Linked DNA regions of Capra hircus: region 2 is linked to region 1. The links are chromatin contacts, called in public Hi-C maps. All regions are on one chromosome and are shown on one strand. The core of a region is the stretch at or near the end of the contact, and the rest is flanking DNA. Distances in the headings are between cores, read along the strand shown. Region 1 overlaps STK10 (serine/threonine-protein kinase 10). Region 2 overlaps STK10 (serine/threonine-protein kinase 10).

Region 1 (7,187 bases), core at 2,117-4,616:
GTGCCCGGCTCACAGGAAGTCAGCGCTGGGAAAAAGCGGCTGCATGTGAAAAGAGCCTCCAGGGCGCGGTGGGGCGCGGCCCCCTCTCCTCCCACCACAGTCAGAGATGATCACACGGGGGAAGCTCTAGAGTGGTGGACGGGGTGGAGGGCCAGCCCCTGCCCGACCCCAGACCTGCGTACTCTCCCAGCAGTCTTGGTGCCCCCAGGGACAGTGGCCAGGCGACCTGGAGACTGCTGGGTGAGTGGGGCGTGCAGGTTTTCAAACACAGCTGCCAAGGTTCCAACACTCACCCCGCCGGCTGCAGACACCACGGCCCAAGGCATCAGCTCTGGACAAGGGTGGCTCACAGCTACTTCCAGTATTTCAAACAGCTTCAAGGAAGCCACCATCCACTTCCCCACCCAAAGCTCATTCAGCTAGCTAAGAGGATGCTCCCCGAGTCACCTGTCACCCTGGCTGGTCTCCTAGATGCCACGTCCAACAGCCAGAGAGACCTTTGTAAGTCAGTGTTTCCCTCCAAACCCTCACAGGTGCCCTGTCCCAAAGAGGGTGAAGTCCACGCCTTCCCAAGGTCCTATGTGACTCTCCGTGACCTGGTGCAGCTCTCCTTTGGAAGGCTGCTCCCACCATTAGCCCTTTGCTGGGAGCCTGGATTTGGAGAGGGTTCCCACCGTGAACTGATAAGAGGGGCTGACTCAGCCTGCACTGTGCAAATGATGGGGTCCATGCTGACGACCTGCCCAGCTTTCTGGAGCCTGGAACTCTGGTCCGTGCCAGCAGAGGCTGCCCACGTGGTCAGCTGCCAGTGAAACCCTAGGCCCCGAGTTCTCCAACATGCTTCCCAGGGAAACAACACTTCACTTGTGCTGCCAGAGCATAGAGCTGAGGAGCTCGGTGTGCCCTCTGTGACTCCACAGGAGGGGACTCTAGGCACTTCTGCCTGGTTTTCCCATGCGCCTTTTTCTCCGCATCCTTTTGCTCTAATAGTCACGGTGGAGAGACTGACTAGATGCTTTGTACCCAGAGTCCGCTTGGGGAACCACTGAGCCTGCCTGGACACACTCCCCGCAGCCCTGACCTTGTCTCCAGTCCACCGACCTCCCACACCCCTGTGTTCACCCCAGCCCCCGCACCCAGGCCTCCTGGCTCTGCCAGCTGCACCCATCATGCCCCCATCCCAGGCCTCCACCTCCACTCTCGAGCACCACATGTGGTCCCCCTCGCCTCCTCTGGGCGCTGGCTCGCAGAGCCCCTCGCGCCTCGCGTCCTCCTTTTACAGGAGAGCAGCCCCTCCCCTGTGCTGCTCACTGGCTGCCTGTCCCCTTCCCCGAGGTTAGCCCCATGTGGACAGGACTCTGGTCTCCCTTCGCCCTCCCTGCACGAGGGCTGGCGGGTATGGGTGCCCAGGGCACACTGGCTGATGACTGAACGGCTGTGCATGACACCCCCAGGGCAGGGCGAGGACGAACCCAGCTTCCGGGTCAAGGCGGGCAGCCACCTGGGAGGGGCAACCACTCACCTCCAGGAGCTGCGCAGCGCTGGGCCGTGTCTCTGGGTTCTTATCCAGGGCTGTCTTCAGGAAATCTCGGAACTCTGCAGACCTGGGAGGACAGACAGGTGGAGGCAGTGAGCTGGGAGCAGGGAAGAGTCGAGAAGACTTCCCGCACCAGGGACTCCACTCTCCTGAGAGTCGCGTGCTTCCCAAACACGCCCCTCAAAGGACAAAGGGAGCCTTTATAAGTGAGCCAGTGGAGGCGACCTCAGGACGCCCTCTGGTCACTGACAGAGGGGATGCAGAATCAGAGAGGGGGCTTGCCCGAGGCCACACATCGGAACACAGCCGGGCTGGCGGTTTGAGTCGCAGCTCCCAGCCCAGGGTTGCGCCGTGTGGCTGCAACGGCTCGTGTGGTCTCTTATTCCTGCAGCGGGACCCAGCTTATTTGGGTTCCGCAGTCTGCGTGGATGGAGAGCTGATGCTCAGAGCACAGAGGGAGAAAGGAGCTCTGAGGGCCCAGGGAGCTTAGAAAAAGCCTACCGACCCCAGGCCTGACCGCTCCCCAACTGTGAGGCCCAGCAGGGACAGCAGAGCCCTGGCACCCCACGTCCCCCCGCCCCACCGGCCCTGCCACCCAGGGCCGCCCTGCAGACACCCCTGGGCAGGCCTCCTGGCTCCTTACCACTTAGAGGGCGAGAGCAGTGTGGGAGGGTCGGACTTGGCGATCTTGAGTAGCACCCGCATGGGGTTGAGCTCGTGGTGTGGGGGCTCGATCTGGGCCATTTCAATCAGCGTGATGCCCAGCGACCAGATGTCGGCCTTGTAGTCGTATGGGGTGTCCTTCATGGTCTCACACATCACCACCTCGGGGGCCATCCTGAACCGACCAGGGGACAACAGAGCGCTAAGACCCTGGCCTCCGCAGGCGCCTCCTGGAGGGTCAGGGTCAAGGCCCGGCGCGAGCACTCCCAGGTCCTGATGTGCGCTCCTTCCCACCCACTATCTTCCTGGGGCGGTTTCCTCACAAAAGGACGCCTTCCAAGCAGCTTCACAGCCCAGTCCTGCTGCAGCTCCGACTCCTACCAGAAGAGGGCAGCAGCAATCCAGAACACAGGGTCCTGGGGAAGGGGCGGGTGGGGGCAGGGAGGAGGGGCCCGGGGAGATCCGGGGGCGGGCGGGTTGGGGAGGAGAAAATTATCAGCAGAGAGAGGGGCGGGAGAGAAAAGGAGAGGAGGAGTAAAGGGGGAGAGAGAGAGAGGGTGAGTAATAAGCAGGCAAAAAAGGAACCCAACTCCACGATGGGAAGGAAGTAAAGCAGAAAGTAGTTAGGTGTGAAACTGAGAGGCTTTTTCTTTTTGGAAAAGAAGGGAGCAAAATGGACTGGAACAGTCTAGGGAGATTTCATGTAAGCATAGCAACCGAACTCATACTGTTCATCTTCCTGGCCCCAGCTCTAGCTCTGGGTCTGCCTGTTAACCCTACACTTGCTGAATTCATCAAGAACCATTCTCCAGGGAACGTCAGTCCTTATTAGTGGAACACTTTCTATATGCACCATCCCATTTAATCCTCCCAATACCACATCATATAGGCACTATTACACCCCTGATTTCACAGATGACTAAACCGAGGCACAAAAAGCTGGGTAATATGGCCAAGGTCTCGGCGCGCGCAGGCTCAGACCTAGCAGGCTGACTCAGGAGCCCCTGCCTGTCTTCTCCCTTCCAGCCAAGCCAGGGGTCACCAAGGGGACATGGAGGTGTGACGTTCAGTCCACCATCCCATTTCCAGAGGCTACACGACTCACCAGTAAGGCGTTCCTATGAAGGAATCTCGCTTCTGCAAAGTTTTCAGATTCTTGGCAGACACGCCGAAGTCAGCTGCAAGGCAAGAATCTCAGATAGAGGACTGGATGGACATTCCTCCACCCACGGCCCTGGGGTGTGGACACAGAGATTCACGTTCCAAATCAACTAACAGATGCCATTTTCTGTCTAGCGAATTAGTGATCATTAAAAAATAATAACACCCACTGCTGTAAGAGGTATGCACCTTCCTACCTGCTAATAAGAATATAAATTGAAGAGGCTTTTAGGAAAGCAGTTTGGCAATAAATAGCAAGAAATTCTAAAATACCCATACTGGGGACATCCCTAGTGGTCCTGTGGTTAAGACTTTGAGCTCCCAGAGCAAGGCGCGTGGGTTTGATCCCTGGTTGGAGAATTAAGATCCCACATGCTGCACGGTGCAGACTGAAAAAATAAATAAATAAAATAAGACACCCATACTCTTCTGGTGCAGTAATCCAAATCTAGGAGTCCACCTTAATGAAACAATCTTCTTTCTCTTTTTTGGCAGCACCTTGCAGCTTGGGGGATCTTAGTTCCCCAACCAGGCCCTCAGCAATGAAACCACAGAGTCCTAACCATTGCACCACCAGGGAATTCCCTGAAATAATCTTAAATATAAAAACATTATGGGTAATGATTGTTCACCAAAATGTCATTATAATATACACAACTTAAAAACAAGCATCATTGCTTAGCTTTCATGGAGCGATTTTTTAAATTCTTATGTGCAGTATAGAATACATTCTGTCTTTTCTAAAAAGGATTTAAGATTATGTATCATATATACAAACACACACACAGAGAAAAATGAACTAGGATGTGAAGAGCTGAAACGTTGGAAGAGACCCTGATGCTGGGAAAGACTGAAGGCAGGAGGAGAAGGGGACGACAGAGGATGAGGTGGTTGGATGGCATCACCGACTCGATGGACATGAGTTTGAGCCAGCTCCAGGAGATGGTGAAGGACAGGGGAGCCTGGCGTCCTGCCGTCCATGGGGTTGCAGAGAGTCGGACACGACTGAGCGACTGAACAACAATGAGAAAGAAGCGTGTTAGTCGCTCAGTCGTGTCTGACTCGCCGCGACCCCATGGACTGTATTTCCACCAGGCTCCTCTGTCCATGGAATTCTCCAGGCAAGAATACTGGAGCGGGTAGCATTCCCTTCTCCAGGCAATTTTCCCAACCCACGGATTAAACCCAGGTCTCCTGCACTGCAAGCAGATTCTTCAGCATCTGAGCCACCAGGAAAACCAAGAAAGAAGGTGAAGACTAAATAACTGAACAGATTACGTGTGATACACACACATATGGTGGAATATTTTATAGTCAGTAACGTTTTAAAATATTTTATTCAATATTTCAATACTGAATTATACATAATATTCAACTTTAATATACATTTAATAATGATAATAGATGAGGGAGGCTAAGAGGCACAAACTTCCAGTTATAAAATGAATGACTCATAGGAATGAAATGTACAGTGTAGGGAATATAGTCAGTCACAATGTAATATCTTTGTGTGGCAAGAGATGGTCTTATAGCAGTGATCATCTTATAATGTGTAGAGAAATCAACTTACTACGTTTTACACCAGGAATCAATATAGTGTTGTCAGCAAACAAACAAACTCACAGAAAAAGAGATCGGATCTATGGGGGGCGGGGGTTGGGGGAAGGAGAATTAGCTGAAATTAGTCAAAAGGCACAAACTTGCAGTTATAAGACAAACAAGTACTAGGAATGTACTTGAATATGTTTTAATATGATTAAGCACAGTAAATATATGTATAAATAAATATAACATTACTATACTTTATATATGAGAGTTGTTAAGAGAGTAAATCCTAAGAGTTCTCATCACAAGGAAAAAATTTTTTTCTTTTATTTTGTAACCACACAAATGGCTATTCGCTAACTTTATCGTGATAATCATTTCATGGTGTATGTAAGTCCAATCGTTATAATGTAACCTTAAACTGACATAGTGCTGAATGTCAGTTATATCTGAATAAAAATGTAGGGAAAATAAAATTTTAAAGCACCATGTGTGCTAAGTCGCTTCAGTAGTGTCCAACTCTGTGTGACTCTGTGGACTATAACCCGCCAGGCTCCTCTGTCCATGGGGTTCTCCAGGCAAGAACACTGGAGTGGGTTGCCATGCCCTCCTCCAGGGGATCTTCCCCACCCAGGGATCGGACCCACACTTCTTCTGTCTCCCGCATCGGCAGGCAGGCTCTTTACCACCAGTGCCACCCGGGAAGTCTAAAACAACAAATATTGAAATATTCAACGTTTAATAGAATAGGAAACTATTTTATTGGTGTATTTATATAGGCTCAACAGGAAAGGGAGAGGATGCTTATCTGAATATACTGCATGGTTGGAATTATGCCCTACCTCCCCGCAAAAGAGCAGAGCTGCAGCCTGAATTACTGGAGGAGATGTACTAGCTTGCTTAAACGGTTGTCCATGGACAGAGAGACAAGGTTTCTCCCACTTTTCTGAAGTTTGCCATGACGAAAGCATTTGACTTTCAGGACTAACAAAATAAATTAATACAATTTCTCTTTACACACATCCATCACCACCACCCATTGCTAAGGGGAGAGGCCAGCACCACAAAGAGGAGCTTTCTCCAGTGCTCCAGCCTTCTGGTGCCAAGTTCCACCTCGATTAAAAGCTGAACTCGGGAGGAAGCAAGACACTGGGAGACCACTGGAGTGGCAACAGCCAGCTGCTCTGAGAGCCACCACCTGGGTCTGGAGGCCACACTCGGCCGTTTCACTCAGACTCACAATTTCAAACCAGGAGCGGGCACGGCGTGGAGCGACAGGCCTGAACCTGAGAGCCCGGGGCTCCAGTTTCGCCCCTTCTGTGTCGCTGGGTTCTTTCACCTGTTCATTTAAGTTCCATCTGGAACCACCCGCGAGCTGGAGCAGAGAATACAGCGGGGAGAAAGCAAACCAAGTCCGTGCCCTCTGGCAACTCGAACTTCAGTGGTGGAGGCAGCCAGCCATCCCATGAACACCAGCTGTGTCTGTTCACAATCGTGTGACGTGATGGGGAGACGGGGGTGCGGGGCTCGAGAGACAAGGAAGGTGGGGCCTGGGAGAAGTCCAGCTAAGGAAGAAGCCAGAAAACTATTTGGTCTGGCCATCTTACACGCAGTGCTGCCATGAGACGCTACGTCTTACTGTTGATGTGTGCGCTCTGGTATACAGACGTCACTGTTGTCACAGCGCTACAGTGAAACACACAAATAAAAACTCAAATTCATAAAAATTTTTTTTCATTTCCAGGCAATTCATTCATTCAACAAATACCAACTGAACATCTATTATGTGCCAGGCACTGTTCTAGGCACAGAGAGGAAACAAATCCTTCACCCTCACTGGCCTGTTTTTCTAGTGGTGGAAACAGGCCGTCCACACCAGGGGACTCCTGGCAATGAGAAGGGCCATGCAGGGATAAGGCAGAGACAGGGCTGGTGCGTGCGCGGCTAGTTTAGACAGGAGGTCAAGGGCTAGGGGACCATATTTCCAGGCAGAGGAAACAAGCTGGCTGGAGGGCCCAGGAGGGGCAGAGCAGCCAGGTGGTCTTAGGAAGGGGTGGTCTTAGATAAGGGGAGAGACAGGCAGGGGCCGGGACAGTTACCAAGCCTCTGAGCCTCCGTGTCCCCCCCACCAGTGACACAGGGTGAGACTGTAGCCCTCACTTTGCAGGGCTGCCTTGAGGATGAAACGGCTCACCTACGGCACTCAGCTCCAAGCCCAGCTCGTGGTAAGTGCTCCATCATGATAGTGAGTATTCCATGGGGTACTTGAGCCGTACTCCCG
Region 2 (7,243 bases), core at 909-3,408, 59 kb after region 1:
CTAGGCTGGTGGGAATCAGCTTATTCCCCATTCATTCATTCAAGCATCATTTAGGGAGTCCCTATTATTTGTGAGGCACTTTTCCAGTGAAGAATTTCTTCCTAAAGGTTGGAATTATTGCCCTCGCATAACATAACTCACCCTTCCCTGATCTTTCTTCAGAGGAGCCAACCCATTCTCATTCCCAGTCCCCAAGCTGGAATGCGGCTGATCCCACCACCTTATCTAGAAGCAGGTAGATGATTTATGCCATCCAGTCAGTACACTGCATTCCGTGTCACCACGGTGATTGGTTCAAGGACAGACGTGATCAAGTCGACCAATGAAATGCAGTCTCAGAAGACTGCCCTGAGCTCTCTTTCACTGCTAGCCTCTGGCACTGCCTACCACAGTCAAGCTGCCAGGTCATCATGCTCCCAAGGGGAGCCTGAAAGCTAAACTAACTCCAAAGCAGCAGAGCTTAGAGAGGGCCCAAGAAGACACCGGGCCCTCATTAATCCCCTCAATTAATGTTTACAAGAGCATCGTATTATTAAGAGCCTCTTTCGGGAATTCCCTGGTGGCCCAGTGGTTGAGACTTTACCTTCCAATGCAAGGGTACGGGTTCAATCCCTGATCAGGGAACTAAGATCCCACACACTTCTTGGCCAAGAAACCAAAACATAAAACAGAACAATATCATAACAAATTCAACAAAAACAAATTTAAAAAAAAAGAGAGAGCCTCTTTTTTCTTTCAGCAAAAATTGTTATTTTTAATCAGTCGAATAGGGTGAACAAGAGTAATTGTCACCTTTTTTGTTAAGCAGTAGGAAAAAAGATACTTTGTAAACTCTTTCACCTAGAAAGAATTAAAGTATTCAAATATGCTGAGATACTAGCTATGTATATGGGAGAAGGCGATGGCACCCCACTCCAGTACTCTTGCCTGGAAAATCCCATGGGCAGAGGAGCCTGGTAAGGCTGCAGTCCATGGGGTTGCGAAGACACGACTAAGCGACTTCACTTTCACTTTTCACTTTCATGCATTGGAGAAGACAATGGCAACCCACTCCAGTGTTCTTGCCTGGAGAATCCCAGGGACGGGCGAGCCTGGTGGGCTGCCGTCTATGGGGTCGCACAGAGTCGGACACGACTGAAGCGACTTAGCAGCAGCAGCAGCTATGTATATATATATATATAGAGAGAGAGAGAGACATATACCATAAATGTGTACATATTAAATAATGCATAGCATAGGATAAATGCATATAATAAAATACCTAACGTTAAAACTATCCTGAATGTGATTTATTCCTTGTTTGACATTTCAAAATGCATTTCTGAGCTTTGTGGCTCCTTTTGGTGGACATTAGGGCCATTATTTATCATTGCATTGTGATTAAGTATGTTCGGGTTCACAAAACTTGTAGAGAACACAGTGACGGACATTCAGGTTTACTAGTCAGTGACGAGGACACAGTGACTGCCCTTAAGTTCTAACATGAGATTATAGGATGGAGCAGATGAAAGCAGCTCGGCTTCTCTTGGTCTGGAACTTGAGAATACATACGTCTATAAGAGCCTCATTTTACCTATGCAAGAAAACTGATGCCCGGAGAGGTGAAGTCATTTGCTCAAAGTCACAGAGCAGGTATAACAGCAGGGCTGGAAGTTAAATAGAAGCCCACGTGACTTCAAAATCCATGTTCCTGACCATTCTGCCAGAGGTTCCTGTAAATTCTGCAGTAGGAGAAAGGGGACATGATAGCCAAGCTCTCTGCAGAGTCTGCTGTGAGGGCCGCTTGGGGAGTGGGTGGGTACTGGAAAGCTAAAGGTTGTCCACGTGGATGGGACACAGTGGGAGTTGACAGACAAGGAAGTCATATAAAGAACAAACAGCCATCTGTGGCCTCTGACGTCCGTCTCCCACCGACTGAGGCAAGGCTGGGGTCCAGCGAAGGACAGACGGCAAGAGCCCCCACCCAGCGCTGCACTGCTGGCCAGCGGTGACTAGCACCTCGCCCCACACCCTGAGAGCAGACACACAGTGGCCACTTGTGTTTCCCGCCCAGGCACCTCTCTGGGAACAATCCTCCGCCTTGTGCAGCACGGCCGGCCCCAAGGAGGCGGGAACCACCCTTCAGCAGAAGCCCCGCCCAAGCCAAGGGGCCCAGCCAGGGGCTGAGGGCTTCCTGAAAGTCACCCACACAGCCAGCTGGGGACGGCCCGGGCCCTCCCTGCCCTCCTGGCTGCAGGCTGACCGCTGCGTCCCGCCCTCCCCCTCCTCCGGGAAAGGACTGCTATCGGAGCACAGGGACCAGAAAGAACATCAGTCGCCCCTCCCAAACCCCAGCGCCCAGTCCCCAGTCCGCAGCTGGGGAAGCTGAGTCTGTGAAGGCTATGCAGGGCGCAGAGTGCAGGCTGCGGCGACTGCGCTATCTGCAGAAGCAAACCGTGAATGAGCGCACACGCGCTGAAGGGCCTGACTGGCGGGGGGTGGGGGCGCCTGTTCCCTGGGCGCAGCTCACTTCAGGCCTGGGAGCCCCTGGAGCTGCCTGGAAATGAATCCTAAAGCGGGGCAGCAGGGGGACTGGCCTGCATCCGGTTCCGCCTGAGGACCCACAGCACCAGTCGCTTTTGGGAACTGCCCCTCTTTCACTCTTCGTGCAAGAGATTCATGAGGGGCTGAGCCCACACGGTCCTGGCACAGAGCCCAGCCCAGCCACTCAGTCACACCCAGTGGCAGGCCAACAGGGTTGTACCCAAATGGTCTTTTGTGCGTGTGTTTTTAAATTTTTTGCTCAACTTATCACCAAATACATCTTTTTTTCTTTCTCTTGGGTTGGTAGACTGTAAGACGGGAAGGCTAAAGGGTCTGGCAGCCCATCTTGCCACCCCTTTGGACAGCCTACCTGAGGATGAGGCCAAGGCCAGGAAGGCCACGATGGAGGGGGACCTCCGCTGAGGGGCTGTGGGGCACCTGGGGCCACCGATCCTGACGCAGGCCCTGCCCTTAGGCTCCCTTTTGGATGACTGTCTTTTGCCACCAAAAAGGAAATGAGCCCCTAAATCTGGGGTTGTTCTAGCAGACAGTAGACACCTATGAAAATACTTCACCATGCAACACGTGTGTAATGAGAACTACCTTCACTCCCAACGGCACCATGATCTACAAGGTGACCTTTACTGAGGCTTCTCAGAGGACCTGATGGATAAAATGGGATCAGCAACCCAGATGGGAAATGCAGTTACTAACAGGCTCCAGGCAAACAGATTCTTCTGCCACAAGACTCTTCCTCCCCAAAAGCAGAGAAAGTCACATTACACTTTTAAATTAACAAAGAAGGAAAAATGACAACCTCCAATGCTGGTAAGCAAACAAATGGTAAAATAGGTAAATTCATTACTGATGAGAATACAGACAGATTCAATCTCATAAAGACCAAAATTGGCAACAGATTTCCAGAGCCTAGAAAATACCTTTTAAGCCTATTAGCACTCACTCCTGAGAATGTAAGGCCAGGAAATAATTCCAAAAAAGACAAGAGAAAACGTGTACTAGGATCAAATTCACATTAGCCCAGAATAATGGCAAACAAAGTGGTTCAGTTCAGTCGCTCAGTCGTGTCCGACTCTTTGCAACCCCATGAATCGCAGCACGCCAGGCCTCCCTGTCCATCACCAACTCCCGGAGTTCACTCAGATTCACGTCCATCGAGTTCGTGATGCCATCAGCCATCTCATCCTCGGTCGTCCCCTTCTCCTCTTGCCCCCAATCCCTCCCAGCATCAGAGTCTTTTCCAATGAGTCAACTCTTTGCATGAGGTGGCCAAAGTACTGGAGTTTCAGCTTCAGCATCATTCCTTCCAAAGAAATCCCAGGGCTGATCTCCTTCAGAATGGACTGGTTGGATCTCCTTGCAGTCCAAGGGACTCTCAAAAGTCTTCTCCAACACCACAGTTCAAAGGCATCAATTCTTTGGCGCTCAGCCTTCTTCACAGTCCAACTCTCACATCCATACATGACCACAGGAAAAACCATAGCCTTGACTAGATGGACCTTTGTTGGCAAAGTAATGTCTCTGCTTTTCAATCTGCTATCTAGGTTGGTCATAACTTTTCTTCCAAGCAGTAAGCATCTTTTAATTTCATGGCTGCAGTCACCATCTGCAGTGATTTTGGAGCCCCCCAAGATAAAGTCTGACACTGCTTCCACTGTTTGCCCGTCTGTTTCCCATGAAGTGATGGGACCAGATGCCATGATCTTCGTTTTCTGAATGTTGAGCTTTAAGCCAACTTTTTCGCTCTCCTCTTTCACTTTCATCAAGAGCATTTTAGCTCCTCTTCACTTTCTGCCATAAGGGTGGTGTCATCTGCATATCTGAGGTGATTGATATTTCTCCCGGCAATCTTGATTCCAGCTTGTGCTTCTTCCAGTCCAGTGTTTCGCATGATGTACTCTGCGTATAAGTTAAATAAGCAGGGTGACAGTATACAGCCTTGATGTACTCCTTTTCCTATTTGGAACCAGTCTGTTGTTCCATGTCCAGTTCTAACTGTTGCTTCCTGACCTGCATACAGATTTCTCAAGAGTCAGGTTAGGTGGTCTGGTATTCTCATCTCTTTCAGAATTTTCCACAGTTTATTGTGATCCACACAGTGGGAATAACCTAAATATTCAACCCAAGGATGATGGCTAAATCAACTTAGTGGGATATTAAGCAATCCTTTAAAACGATAAATAGGAAAATAATGTAGTAATAAGAAAAAGATAATTGAGCCATAATAATAAGTAAATGAAGCTGGATGATAAAATTATAGCTAAGCTATAACTGAATCTGCCTGCAATGCAGGAGACCCAGGTTCGATTCCCTGAAGAAGGGAACGGCAAACTACTCCAGTGTTCTTGCCTGGAGAATCCCATAGACAGAGGAGCCTGGCAGGCTACGGCCCATGAGGTAGCAAAGAGTCGGACACAACTGAGCGATTAACACTCTCACACTTCACTTTCTGGACAAGGAGGTTCTGAAACACAGATTAAGGAATCCACGGGGTTTCTAAAGGTGATTTTCACTCAATGGACATCTAGCAATCAGCCACAGTGGTCTTGGTGAGGACAGACTGGGGTTGAGGCACAGAAAGTGGCCCTTTCATCCAGAACTTGCTTTAAAAGCACCTGTCCTCTCAGGAACCCCCCGGAACTGCACCATCCAGTATGGTAGCTACGAGCCTCAGGTGCCTATTCAAGTTACCTGAATTAAATGAAACTTAAAATGCAGTTTCCCAGTTAACATTAACCCCAGTGAAGAGCGGCTACCATACTGAATAGAGCAGATACAGAACAGTCTCATCACTGCACAAAAGGCCTGAGTGCAGAGAGCGGGTAGAAGAACCTTGGGTGGGGATCAGCTGTGAGGTTGCCTAGCAACCTGGCTGGGCGGCAGGCGTGAGGAAAGGCTCGCAGCTGACCTGTCAGATGAGCAGCCAGGCCAGCGGGTCAGAGCCAAAGGAGGAGCGGTCAAGGCGAAAGGTCTCTGTTTCCCTCGTCCCCCTGACTGACTCGGGACACCGAGCCAGGCCTGTGTCCAGAGAGGCTGAGGCCACTGGAGCCAAGGAGGGGCTGGTCGCGCCCCACAGTGTCCAGCTGGGCTGTCCCTGCCTGCACACAGTCAATCTGCGTGGTGACAACGGTCACCAATCGTGGGGAAACCTTCAACTCTCAATTAAGGAAGGAGGAAGTTGGGCCCTGGAGGAAAGCAGGGTCACAGTGAAGCCCACCATGTGTCAGGGAAGGGCTCAACATCAACTCGAGTAGGGTGGTCCACGGGCCGCGGACAGGATGGGTGGCAGTCGTGGCCTTGGGCTCAGACGCTGGCAGGCATGAGTGGGGGGCAGAGTGGAGCCACAGCGCCGCAGCCCCGCCTTCCCGAGGCTTGAGTCCTAGGGGGCCAAGATGCCAAAGGGCCTGCCGAGGCCTCCGACGGCCTCTTGAGGCAGGATAAGGAGTATCCCACCTTAGCCAGCACGGGTCCACGAGAGCTGCAAAGCCCCGCCATCTCCTCCTGTTGAATAGGAAACAGGCCCAGGTAGGGCGGTGACTTGGCCCCGGCCACACAGCTAGGAAGTGGCTGCCAGGACTCCACTCAGGTGCAGCCCTGTGCCTGGTGCGCTTCCCCTCCAGAGGACACTCTCCAGGAGCCCCTGCCCAGCGGCTGTGTGCACCAGCCCCTTTCTTCTGTCTCCCTCACTGCCTCCTACCGGAGACCCTCTCGGATGAACCCTCAATGGCTCCCTGCTGTCGATGCGATAAAGCCCAAATTCCAGGGCCTGGCGCCCCTGGCCCTGGTGATCTGCCCCTTCCACTCCTCCAGGACCCCACCGCTCCCTGGCAATCACCTCCTGCGACAGCCAGTGCCTGAGGCCCCCTACTTACCGGCCTTTCTTGATGCTCCTTCCTCCATGAGGAGTGCCTTCGCCATACCCATGTTTAACCACTCCACAAAGTCTAACTCAACCCCAGCCTGCTCCATGAGACGTTCCCAGAACCCCAGCTCCCACCCTCTGCTAGAACTTCTCACACCTTACTAGGGTTCTCATCACAGTTAGCCTGGTGCCATAGCCCTTTTTTCATCTGGGTCTTTGTTGCTGTGCACGGGCTTTCTCTACTTCTGGTGAGTGGGGGCTACTGTCTGGGTGCAGGGCCTCTCGCTGCGGTGGCCTCTCTTGCTGCAGAGCATGGGCTCAGCAGGCGTGGTGCACAGGCTTATTGCTCTGGGGCCTGTGGCATCTTCCCGGACCAGGCATCAAACCTGTGTCCCCCGCATTGACAGGCGGAGTCTTAACCACCATACCACCACCAAAGTCTTCCACAGTCCTTTGTGTTCACAGATTCTCTCTCTGACCTGACTGTGAGTCCTGAAAAGCTAAAGCCCATCTCTGCTTCATCTTGTCCTATCCCACACAACCTGTTACAGAATAGCCAGTGGGTGGATGGGAACATGGGTGGTGGGTATATAAGCAGATGAGAGAATGGCTGGGCAGATGGGGAAGTGGATGGACAAATAGGAAGGGGGTGGGTATTAAGGGTATATGCATAGATGTATAGAATACAGAATCCTATACTGTGGATGGATGGATGGGTGGGAAATGGGTAGGAGGGAGAGTGTAGGAAAGGATGGATGTGTGGGAGGATGGGTGGATAGGTGGGTGGGTGGATGGATGGGTGGGTGGGTGGATGGGTGGGTGGGTGGATGGGAAGATGAG

Evidence for each region. A called contact is a pair of places that touch in the nucleus more often than the background predicts.
Region 2: a contact with region 1 is called in a Hi-C map of blood, with 2.2 times the contacts expected there. The contact joins two enhancer-like sites. A contact is called at or near these places in 2 of 5 Hi-C or Micro-C datasets (both in blood).

What each region holds. Positions count from the first base shown.
Region 1 is chr20:3,949,450-3,956,636 of ARS1.2, forward strand. STK10 (serine/threonine-protein kinase 10) reads right to left here. Exons shown (of 19, transcript XM_018065487.1): 5 at 3,306-3,378; 6 at 2,181-2,375; 7 at 1,523-1,604. Among named protein-coding and RNA genes, the nearest start is that of STK10, 79 kb to the right of the region's middle. Within about 2 kb of position 3,367, at least 4 of the 5 cell types and tissues checked have an H3K27ac peak or open chromatin away from gene starts, as enhancers often do.
Region 2 is chr20:4,009,758-4,017,000 of ARS1.2, forward strand. The region is part of intron 1 of STK10 (serine/threonine-protein kinase 10); the gene reads right to left. Among named protein-coding and RNA genes, the nearest start is that of STK10, 18 kb to the right of the region's middle. Within about 2 kb of position 2,159, at least 2 of the 5 cell types and tissues checked have an H3K27ac peak or open chromatin away from gene starts, as enhancers often do.